Linked DNA regions of Rattus norvegicus: region 1 is linked to region 2. The links are chromatin contacts, called in public Hi-C maps. All regions are on one chromosome and are shown on one strand. Each heading gives the region's core, a stretch centred on a gene start, on an enhancer-like site or on the middle of the called end of the contact. The rest is flanking DNA. Distances are from core to core; before and after follow the strand shown.

Region 1 (5,916 bases), core at 2,532-5,031, 130 kb before region 2:
GACCCCTAAATGTTTCAGCTTGTATGACCCTAAAACATTTTCCTTATTGACCTCAGTTCCATTAACACACTTAAGAAAAATTCAATTCAGATTTTATCAAGCTCATAATGAAATATTTCCAGTTGTCTTTAAAATGACTTTTTACTGGATTTTGGGTTCAAGTGAGGATTGAAGGTTGAAGTTTGTTTTCTCTTTGGTCTAAAACACAGTTCCTCAATTTCCATTGCTGTCCTAGGACAAGACTTCTGAAAACTTAAAGCCTCTCACACCCTTTTGTGTTGAGCAAAAGGACTTGCTCTCTTTACTCTTCAGCTGAAAGCAAGGTCATAGGCTGTTACAGGTAGGTTAATGGCTGGGCAAGGGTAGTTTGATTTTTTTCAGAGTCTCTCTGTGTACCACTGGCTGTCCTGGAACTCACTATGTAGACCGGATTGTCCTGGAACTCAGAGATCTACCTGCCTCTGCTTCTGAGTTGTGGGATCAAAGACCATAGGCTACCATGTTTAGCTATGAACTATTTTTTTTTAAAGATTTATTTTTTTATCTTCTGTATAGTTTCTCTGTTTTCACACCTACCAGAAGAGGGACTCAAATCCCATTAAGATTGTTGTGAACCACTGTCATGGTTTTTGTTATCTGTCTCCTTATAGTGAAACAGTTTGACTCCTAATATTAACATACTTTTATTGTGAATTTAAATGCAACAATACCGATATTCTAATGATAAACATACTGTATAAAATTAAGTTTACTTGCATTTTTTATTAAAGTGTAGCCTGTTCACTAAAGATGTACATTAAAAGCATCTATTTAAAATTTAATATACTTAAAAGCATATATTTAAAAGTAAGGCCAGGCATGCCAGCATACACTTTTTTTTAATTTAATTTTTTTTTCCACGTGGAGAAGTTTAATGAGAGAAGAAGAGTAGAAGAGGGAACAAGTAGAGGCTGGCCATGAGCACGTGGAGGGAAGGGGGGTATGGGGAGAGAAGGGACAGGGACAAAGAGGGCATGAGAGCAGAGAAAGGTAAGAGTTAATTGAATTTTTTATTCATTTTACATCCTACTCACTGCTCCCTCAGTCCTCCCCTACTTCTTCCCTTCATCTGGCATACCCTTTTGATCCCAGGATTCAGGAGGCAGAGGCAGGATGATCTTTGTCAGTTCTAGGACAGCCAGTCCTATGTGGTGTGACCCTGTCTCAAGAAAAAAAAAGGAATTAAGGTCTTCTCTGCATGGTTATTAGTGTAACAAAAATAAGTTCACTAGTTTTTATTTGTATAGTTTTATAAATTTAAGCTTTTATTGAATTCACCATTTTTTAAACCAGATTCAAAAGCTAAAACTATTTGAGTGAAATATTCTAGTTCACAGAGAAGTCTGCTTAGTTTGTCTGTCCCACTCCACTGGCAAGCGCCTTCCTTCTGTGGGAGTAGTGTCCACCAGGTTAGAGCTCGGTTCCTCTCGGAAAGGCGAACACATATGTCACTATATTACAGTGGTGAGGCTTTTTCTGAGGTCTACATATTCTCAGTGATCAACTCTACACCTACGTTGATTTGGGGCTCACCTCGCTAAGTTGTTTAAACTACTTTCATGGGCACTGGCTCTCACCTAATTGTCTATGTCCCTAAATTCAGTGAAGACTGTCATGCTTGTTCTACCCTGTCAGATTTTTATTAGTTGTGTTATTTTTATTTAGGGAACAAACATACTATTTTTTTAAACCGTAGTCTGAAAACAACTGTCAAGCACTATTGTAGGTATTCAAATTAGCTTAACTACCTGACAATAACTATATTTTAAAAGTAACTTTGGGGGTTGGGGATTTAGCTCAGTGGTAGAGCGCTTGCCTAGCAAGCACAAGGCCCTGGGTTCAGTCCCCAGTTCCGAAAAAAAGAAAAGAAAAAAAAAGTAACTTTGATAAAGCTGAAGAATGATTTTGGGAGGCCATAAAAGGTTGGAGTTACCATATTTTTTTTTCGTCTGGCTCTCATGTAGCCCATGGCTAACCTTGTACTTCCTGTAGAGGCTGTCCTTGAATCCTGGTCCGTCTCTTTCTACATCACAGATGCGTCCAAAATAAGCTCTCAGGATTAGATACAAAGTCTCTCCCACTCTCAGCAGCTTCAGGTTGGACGTCAAGATAGTTTCTATATGAGGATTTTATTTTTAAAGTAAGTATGATGAAAAATCTTACCACCCAAGATGCTTTTCTTTTCCCATCCATGAAACTTGGTTTATTTTCCATTCCTTGTCGGCATGGAAGTAGAAGGAACAGGACATCCAACCAGGTTTATTTTTAACGTTTTATTTTGAAGTTTACACAAAAGCTACAGTGACTCTCACATTCATGTGTGCCCCATACTTTCTCCTTTACCTTGTCTAATAGTTACTTATGCCATGTAACAAGTCTACCCCCGCCCATTTTTAAGACAGGTCTCATAGCCCACCCAGGCTGGTCCCAGATTTATCCTTGAATTTCTGACTCTCCTTCGTGCCAGGATCCAGGCATTCACTTCCATGATTGTTGGGGATAGAGTCCCCAGCCCTGTGCTTACAGGAGGAGCACTCCTAAAGAGACAACTACCCCACCCCAGTGAAGTGGCTAAGCTGGGTATTCCTAGCTGAAAGTCTCATAAAGTCTGCAGTCAGCTCAGGGCTGGACCAGGCATAGAGGGTCTGTTTCCGAGACAAACCACAAAGCTTTGTAGGTTTCAGCTCCACAGAGAGCGGCACCTCTCCATAGTTCCTCTGGTATTATGGCATAACAATCGACAACCCCTGACTGAAGTGAATGAAAAGCCTAGCAAAAACATGCACTAGTGCCTTTTATGACCTTTCCTCTGAGGTCAGTGCTGTCACTTCTGCTTTGCCCCGTTAAAACAGGGGCAGCACTAACAAGCCAGGAGAGGAAGCCAAGAAAGGATTTTCATTGAGTTTTTGAACATTACCATACTTAGAACCACCACATCCAGGCTCCCTGTTTCCACATCTCAGTTTGTCTCATTTCCCTTCATCGAACAGTTTGTGGGTGGATAGCATGCCCTGTGCTCGTTCACTACTTAGCACTGACGGTATATTTAAGAAAAAGGTTTTCATCAGTTACCAAAATGAAGACTTTGCCAGACATGGTGGCACATGACTTTGATCACAATATGAGAAGGTAGTCAGAGAGATTTCTGAGTTTAAGGCCAGCCTGATCTACACGATGAGCTCCTGCCTCAGATGTCAGCACTGAGCACATCATACTTCATATTCCACCTGTGTCTGCTCTTTCTACCAGTCTTCTAGTCAAAAATGATTTTTAAAACCCTATAAAGTATGGCATCTAGTTTGGACTGGTAGGGAATGTACTGCGGCTAGGGAGTGTGTAAGCCAGCATGACCTAGCTGAGCATCAGATCAACAGCTAAAACACCTCTACGTGCTACCGACCATCCTGGGAAACTTTCCCGTTCCCTTCTGTTCTGTTTTGGTGCCTGACCATCTGAGAAACTATTTGTCAGATCTGAGTAGGTAAAAACTTTTTGAAACTTGAGTTCTTTCATCTGTGAAGGGGAAACTGTTAACATAGCCACCACTCCGCACCTTAGAAGGGAGAAGATAGCTCAACCACCTAGCTCCACCGGGTCCCGGGGCACCTCCCAGTCCTCCGCTAATGCGGAGTTGGAGGGGCGTGGCCGCAGCGCGGGGGCGTGGCTGCGTCACGGGGGCGGGGCAGGCGACTCAGCGGATCGCACGATGTGACGCGCCGCCGGAGGCAGGCCGGGCCCTCAAGATGGCGGCGTGCGCCCTGAGCGGCTCGGCCCGGCAGTAGTGGCGGGACCGCACTCGCCGCTGGGGCCGCCCGCCCCCTGAGTGGCTGCTGCAGCGCCGGGAGTCGAGGATGGTAAAATGACCCAGGGGAAGAAAAAGAAACGGGCCGCGAACCGCAGTATCATGCTGGCCAAAAAGATCATCATTAAGGACGGAGGCACGGTGAGTGCTGGTTGAGCGCCGCAGGGCGGCCCCGGCGCGGGCCCAGCTCGCTCTTACCCCCGCTTCCGCCTTCGCCGGGCCGGGAGCGCCCTGCCCTCCCGCGCTGTCGGCGGTACCGCCGTCTCGGCCTGCGGTCTCCGCGGCCTGGCTCCTTTGGAGGCCGCTCGCACCTGCGACCCGGCGCTGCGTCTCCGGAGCCTGCGGCCTCGGCCCACGTGCTCCCGGCCTCGGGGAGGAGGCGTCGGTCCCTCGGCAGCCTCGCCAGGCCCAGCGCGGCGCGCGGGGAGGCTGGGCAGCCTTGCGCTCCGTATGCTGTGGCGGGTGGCCGCCGCTGCGGCCCGCTGGGCCAGGGTACGTGTGTTCCTTCGCGATCGCCAGGAGCCGGTGCAGCGGCTCTTAGCTCCTCCGCTACCTAGTCTAGGGATGGGCTCGCCTCCTCTCCCGGTGTCGGAAGCCTGACCTTATCTGGGGCCCCCATATCCTCTCCTTTAGAGAAATCATCACCTTGTACCTCAAAATAACAGTCTTTAGAATTGGTCTTGGCGTGAGGATCGGGGAAAAACTCTGGCAGGCGGGCTGAGGCTAAAAATGTGTGTTTTAGACTGTCGTTATTCGCAGAAAACTTTATGCTCTGTGCAGTAGGCTACCAGACGCCGATATAGGATTTGTCATTGGAAAAACAAACGTACACTTTGTGTTGTGCTGTGTGTTGTAGTGTTACACTCTGATCTTTGCTGAATCCTTTGGTATCACGTTCGGAAATAGAATGGAAAAGTAAGATGTGTCTCTGCCTTGAAGTTGCAGACATTGTTTCTTTCCATTTGTTTGTAGTTTAATGGAGCCTTGGTCAATGCTAGCAAAGCACTAAATATGTAAGTAGGCCACCACAGAGGATTTGCTGAAATTAGTTCGAAATAAATGACAACTTTCTTTTGACATTTGAGAACACGGCCTAGTCCAACTGCCAACATTTAGAAAGCTTTGGACATATGGAACGATTTCAGAATATGTTCAGTTAACTGTCAGATTTATTAGTTGTCATAGCTTTGACATTTATTGAAAAACGAGTTCAACGTTTTCCAGATCCTTTTTACTGTACCTGATCAAAGTATTACCTTGATAAATTCGCTTTAACTGTTTTGACCAAGTTCGTAGGAATTATATTGAGGGGAAAGAATATTGTCGTTGTCAGGTATAGAAAGATAAAATTTTACAAAGCATATTTTATAAAGCCATGTGATATTTAAGACCAATGACCAATGATTCTTGTCTTGCAAAAGACAAGAATCAAGCCAATTAAGAAGTAGACCTTTTGTATCGTAGTTTGGATTTTTGTTTGGTTTGCTCTGTAAAATATTTTTTTAATGAGATACTGAGGATCAAACTTAGAGCCTGTGTCAGCCTACAGATGATTCATTCCAGATTCTGACTTTGAGAAGAGATACTTGTTTTTGTTTTGTTTTTAAGATCTTAGGTAGCTCAGAATGACTTCAAACTTATGATCTCCCTACCTCTGGATTATAGGTGTGTGCCTGGCAAGGAGAGGCTTTGATTGTTTTAAGTATTTTTTTGCTATTTATAAAGATATAGCAAATTTGTGGCTTGCTTTAGTACACAAAGCTTTGGTACACAAAATACTACTTTTCACTAGTAAAAATGTCTTGGTGGCACACTAAATCAATGAATACTTCTCTTGAAGGCTGAGGTCTTAACAACACTGTCCTTTCCCACCTTACTATACTTCATTTTCCTTTTCATTATTTCTGAGCCAGGTGGTAATCCCAACACTCAGTAGGCAGAGTCAGGTGGATCTCTGAGTTCAAAACCAGTCTGGTCTACAGAGTGAATTCAGTTCAGCCAAGCTACATGGAGAAACCTTGTCTCAAAAAAACAGAACAAAGTGGGGCTGAAAAAATGGCTCAGCGGTTAAGAGC
Region 2 (6,353 bases), core at 1,532-4,031:
AGAGAGTCAGCTTGAAGTGAGACTGGAGATTGAGTGGGAGTAACCCAAGAGAGGAGAAGTGTTGCAGATGAGGCAAGAGTCTTTGAGGCAGAGGAAATATGTGAGCAAAGGTCTGGAATCAAGAGAGCACAGTGTGTACGCTGGTAATTGTTTCATAGAGTTCTCTGTGCAGTAAGTGGGGACACTGTCAGGGCTGGGGCTGGAGTGAGGTGTGTGTGTGTGTGTGTGTGTGTGTGTGTGTGTGTGTGTGTGTGTGCGCGCACACTCTAATCTCTTTTTCATTGCTGTCTATAATCAATGCCCAGTTAAGTGGTTAGAATAATAATAAAAAACCAATTACTTTCAAGATAAAGGTATGGTACTGGTGATCATGCAGTTAGGTGAAATAAACTATATTCACAAAGGCAGATGTCGAATGCTGTCTCGTGTCAAATTTAAGAACGGATGCATGGAAGAGGAACAATTAAGGATGTGGCAAAGGAAATCAAGAGTGGGCGATAAGAGATAGTAACATGTAGAATAAACAGGTCTTCGATAAAGAATGATGCTTGAGGGGTCAGAGAAGCCAGATCATAAATTTCCTCAGTCATGCAGCTTTGGGACATTTTTTTAAAAGATTACTCTTAAACAAGAACATGGCATAATCTAATGTGTGCCTCATTTTATAAGATCATTATGGCGGGCCTGTGGGAAATGAACTACAAAAGAGGCCGATCAGAGGCAAGAGACCCAATTAGGGAAGACTAAGACATCTGTAATTAAGAGCAAGGTGGCAAATAGGAGCTAGAGTTCCTCAGAGTGGGAAGCTAGAATCAAGAGAAACAGGTTTGAAGGGTCTATTCTGGAGCCCAGAGTCTGTATCCCTGAGGCATTATGGCACAGTGTGAGATGGCTAAAGGCTAGCTTTTCCAAGCTCCCCTGTGCTGACAGTAGCCATGCAAAAGTTGCTGGTTGTACCCTTCCTCCGTCCTGCCTTAAATACCCAGTGAGTTGTTGCAGCTCCCTTATGGCCATCAATGTATGGGAAAGGTCAAATGAACTAATGAAATGTCAGCCCAGATAATGACAGCCATGTATGTCACCTGTAGTCTATATGCACACATGGTGTCCTGTTCATTCACTGGATTTGTGTTACCTGCACCTCATATTGTGCAACGGCATCTCTTGGACAGCAGAATATATGACCTATTTGGAGGACTAGAGAATGCCAGGGAACCATTAGCACAGCTGGTGACTATACGCAAAGGAGTAGGAGAGAGAATGCAGGAAGTAGGGAAGTGCAGAGGGCCAAAGCCAGGGATTTTTTGTTGCCATTGTTGTTGTTGGAAGTAGTCACACATCACTTAATGATAGGTCTGTGTGACACATGCTTGACTCATGCTTACACACACCAACGGCTTCACGTATTGCCCACCTAAGCTATAGGCTAGCTCTGATACTACAAACCTGTCCGGCATGTCACTGTACTAAACACTGTGGGCAACTGTCACGCCATGGTGTCTGTGTATCCGCACACAGCAAAAGATGGAAAAGGTCATGGGAACTTTTCAGAACTAATGGGAGAACTGTTGACGAAGTCTTTGCGTGGTACTTAGAAGCTGGAAAGGAAAAAAAGGGCAGTGGAATCAACAGCTGCGGGTGGAAGGTGAGGAATATCGGTAAGCTGGTGTCTCAGAGTGAGAGGGAGAGCTCTCAGAAGGGTTGCCAATAATACCTAGTAAGGCGCTGCTGACAGAAGTACTCTTCTGCTGCCCAGGTCCTACTTCTTTTACAGTCTCCTTACTTACTACCCTCCAGGAATTCCTCTCTGAGCCCCACTCCTCCACAGGTGTCCACCCCCAAGTGTCACAGTAGCTCTGAGCACTTGCTCCATAATAGCACTTCTCTCTAAAGCCGTGGCTTTCTGTCTCTCCTTGCTTCCCTCCTCCTGTTCTCCTTTACTAGGTTACAATCTCAGGAGGAAAGGGATGATGGCTGTCTGCTATAGTGATATGCCCAGTGCCCAATACACACAGCAGGCTGGAAAAAGGTGTGAGAGAACAGGAGGCCACCACTAAAGGAACATCTTGGGAAATGGGTGAAGTCGGTATCCAAGAAGTTATGAAATTAGGAAGAAACAGGATACTTAATGGGATACATCCACGGTTGTTGCTAAAAGCCTGTGAGTGAGGACGAACTGCAAATGGGGGTGGTATATCAATGATAAAAAGTTGGAACGACATGTACTGTGGACTAAGGAGAGAAGTGCAGCCCCGGCTGAATCCCAAGCTAGAGGGTACAGACTTCCTTTTCTCTTCCTCTACACTGAAAATTGCCTGAGGTCACGTTAATAGTGCCAGCGTCTGGTGCACAGTGGGTACTAAACAAATCCCAAAAGAATATATCACTGTATCTGCAGTGCCTATCACAGTGCCTGATATCTAGAAAGTACTCAAGCAAAGTTAAGCAGGTGAAAGGCCAGGATGTGGGTACCGCTGGAAGGAAAGTTAGTCGCCCAAAGCTAATCGCCAGAGAATCGCGCCCGGGGACGGGAAAGGAGTGAGTTTCCAGCCTTACTGGCGCGCCACCTTCTCTGCGCTTCTGATTTGCATGCATCCTTCCATCACTTGCTCACAGGACGCGAGGCATTCGGAAAAGAAAGCAACACACCACTCCAGGTAACATCTACCAAATCACTCCTTCCCAACCTTAGACCTATCCAATCCTGCTTACCAATCTGACAGCGTTCCGGCTCCAGGTCCCCAGCACACGCGCTGCAGCCATCTTACTCCGGAAATAGCCACCAGCACACAGCTGGGAGAGACGCCTCCTCCAGGCGACCAATCTCAAGAAGCGAGACGCACCTCCCTGAGCAGCCAATAGGAGAGAAGGAACGAGCCTCCCACCCAGCGGCCAACCAGGGCGCGGGGCGGCGCCCACTGAATCCCCCCAGGCGAGGTGTAAAAGGAGTGAGGGAGAGAGAGGGTACAAATGGGGAGGAGATCAGCTCAAATAGCCAGGTTTGGGGGTGTTAAGTACACGCGCACCAACAATAAATCTTTTTAGTTCAGATAATGGAGAGAAATCATGTTTAGGAGCTGTAGAGACATGTGTTCAGTCTCCAGCACGAGTATCAGGTAGCTCCTAACAGCCTGCAATTCTCGTTCCAAGGATCCGACGCTCTCTTCTGGCCATCTCCGAGCACCTGCATGCATGTGCTGTACGAGCATACAGTTGCACCCACACATATATAAATAAGGTTGTTTTTTTTTTTTTAAAGGACTATGTTAAGGGCACACAAGAAGGGGCATTAATTGAAGATCTGAGGGGTCAGTAGCAAATTGTCCTTTCTGGTGTTGTGCTGTAACTGCAATAAGGGCAGAAAAATAGGATGTTTCTCTATTTTGAAGCACTCACTGCTTTTTCCTAAGTCCACACAGGAACACTTCTCCGTGATTAGGAATTCCTCCTCCCGTGTAGTGTCCTTGAGACTGTTGAAATTGACTTCTCACATCTAAAATAAGCAAGTCGTCAGGGCTGGAGAGTTGGCTCAGTGGTTAAGAGCACTGACTGCTCTTTCAGAGGTCCTGAGTTCAAATCCCAGCAGTCACATGGTGGCTCACAACCATTTATAATGAGATCTGATGCCCTCTTCTGGCGTGTCTGAACACAGTGACATAAATAAGTAAATAATAAATAAATAAATAAATAAATAAATAAATAAATAAATAATAAACCATGTCATCAATTTGTCTTTGAGTCTTAGAGAACGGGGTCAGAAGCAACAGCCCCGTTTAAGAAACCCCATCACAAGGGGCTGGGGATTTAGCTCAGTGGTAGAGCGCTTACCTAGGAAGCGCAAGGCCCTGGGTTCCGTCCCCAGCTCCGAAAAAAAGAACCAATAAAAAAAAAAAAGAAACACATCACAAATGTATAATTTATGATTGCCCCTTGAAGAAATGTCAAATTGAGCTCAAATGGAATGGGTAAAGGAAACATCTGAAACCCGGCACTGTGAGGGTGCATGTGGGTAGGGAAGGCAGAGCTTCACATTGTGAATCAAAGATCAGTCAACAACAACAACCACCACCAAAGCAAGCGGGATAGAGAATGAGGGAACTAGGACTTTCTTTAATAGGTGGTATATAAATGTATTTCACTTGCCCTTGCCTCTTAGAGAGAATAAAAATCTGCAACAATGTTTAAGGGGTTAGAGAGAATGAAACCGAAGGAAATAGGGGGCGATATAAATCCTCAGCACTGGAAAGTCAGTGTTTGTGAAACCAAAATCTCAGGTTATTCACAAGCTGTTTAACTTTACACAGATGCACTATTTTTGTCAGTCTGTGTAACACACATACATCTATGGTAGGCAATGAATATAAATCATTGCCTTTAACAGAAAACCTGCAATAGCCAGATGTGGTGACGAAAGCCTTTGATCCCAGAGGAAGATAGATCTTTGTGAATTTGAAGCCAGCCAGGACAACAAAGTGAATTCCAGTATAGCCAGGGCGGTGAAACAGAGAAACCCTGCCCCTCAAATTGCAATAATCAGAAGAACCTGATTTTAAAAACTTGTCCCATTAAACTTTTTATAGGCACATTGAATAGGCTTCATGATCTTCTATGCTCCTGCTTGTTTACCAAGAGACAGGAGTTGTTCCTATCAAGTGGAGAATCAGCTCTTGACAGATACTATGTAACTTTCTTCCTTTCAGGTTTCACTTAATTCTATCTTACTTTTAGGAAACAACTAGTTTATCCTCATACCTCAGTAGATCCTGTTTCCATATTTGATTATGTTCTTATCTTTGTTTGTAGTCGGGTTTTGGAACCTATTTACTAGATCAGAATGGTGTATCGCTAACTAGTGCCAAGTGATGCAATTTTTGACTCCAACTGTGTTTTGGTTAGTGAGACTAAGAGGGAGGGAGGGGCCCAGAGAAAAAAAGGAGGGGCCTAGGGAAGAAGGGAGGGAGGGACCCAGAGAAAAAAAGGAGGGGCGGGGAGGAAGGGAGGGAGATAGTAAGACAGAGACAGACACTGTAAACTGAACCTAGGGCCTTGTGCAAGCTAAGCAAGCCCCCTACCATGACTACTGAGCCTCATTTCCAGCCTTCTGCTTCTCTAGCTACTAGTTTTATTTTGAGACAGGATCTCAACAAATTGTCTGGGTGGCCATGAAGTTATGATTATGCTTCTCCCCCTCCAGACTGCTTAGTATCTGAACCACCAAGCCTAGTTAAAAAAAAATGTGATTTTACAGAATAACTTGTCTAGCAGCTGAGAGTGGGAGTTTCTCATCTGACAGTTTTAAAAATATTTACCGATTCAATAGTATTATGGTGTTAATGTTTATTAATTATTAATATAGTTGAACAGGTACCACATGCTTCTTGGTTCCCCCCACCCCAACCCCTACCTGTCACAGTCTCACTGTGTAGCCCTGGCCTGGAACTGGTGTGTACTCCAAGATTCTAGAGATCTCTTTACCTTTGTTGGGTAAAGGCATTGCTACTACACCAACCCTGGTTATTGAGTTTCAAATGCTTCCTTCATGCTTTTAACTGTTTCCTCTTCGTTGTGTGTATTCATTTTTCATTGTTTTCTTATTAATTCTTTTTTTTTTTGGACAGGGCTTTACATAGCACCCCATCCTTGAGTACACACCATTGTGGCCAAAAACCAAACCAAACCAAACCAAACCAAACCAAACCAAACCAAACCAAACCACACCAAACCAAACCAAACCAAACATACCAACCAACAAAAAGACCTGTTGGGCTTGCTAGGCAAACCCTATTAAACCGATTTACACACCAACCTTCCTGTTGACTTTTTTTGTTGACTTGAGTAGGGACCTCTAAACTACACAGTAACTTCTATAAAAATGAGATTCTCTGCTATCCTTTGGTTTGACAATTTCTAGTTCTCATGCACACAATAACCTGAAAGTTCTAACTTCGATGATCTTGTAGGGCTTTTGTTGTTAACTTTTTATGACATAGGTGTTATTTCTGCTCTGGAACTTTCGTAAATAATACTGCTTTTGAGACTTTAGACAAACTTTTGTGAAGACACATTTTCTTTCTTTCATTCTTCCAACCTGAGAGGAATTCCTGGGAAAATCCCAGTTCCAAGTGTCTCTGTAACCTGCACCACTCCTGCAATGTGGTTTACAATATCACTTACAGTTTTTGGGCTAGTTTCTACATCATACTTCTATTTGTCCACTTCCTTCTACCACCAAATTTACAGCAGGAGTTCGGCATTAGAAAGTGTGATGGTTTACCTATGCTCATCCCAGGGAGTGGCACTATTAGAAGGTTGGCCTTGGAGTAGGTGTGTCACTGTGGGGTGGGCTTGGAGAC

What was found. A called contact is a pair of places that touch in the nucleus more often than the background predicts.
Region 1: a Hi-C map of kidney shows a contact between it and region 2, with 2.6 times the contacts expected there. The contact joins the promoter of Mfsd14a here to the promoter of Dbt in region 2. A contact is called at or near these places in 4 of 12 Hi-C or Micro-C datasets (kidney, liver, mammary epithelial cells and 1 more).

The regions. Positions count from the first base shown.
Region 1 is chr2:207,294,370-207,300,285 of GRCr8, reverse strand. Mfsd14a (major facilitator superfamily domain containing 14A) reads left to right here and starts at 3,781. Exons shown (of 12, transcript NM_001329200.1): 1 at 3,781-3,982. The coding sequence starts at 3,899. LOC102548510 (a long non-coding RNA gene) reads right to left here and starts at 3,708. Exons shown (of 3, transcript XR_010063930.1): 1 at 3,593-3,708; 2 at 2,016-2,155.
Region 2 is chr2:207,163,088-207,169,440 of GRCr8, reverse strand. It overlaps Dbt (dihydrolipoamide branched chain transacylase E2), which reads right to left and starts at 2,781. Exons shown (of 11, transcript NM_053312.1): 1 at 2,713-2,781. The coding sequence starts at 2,763.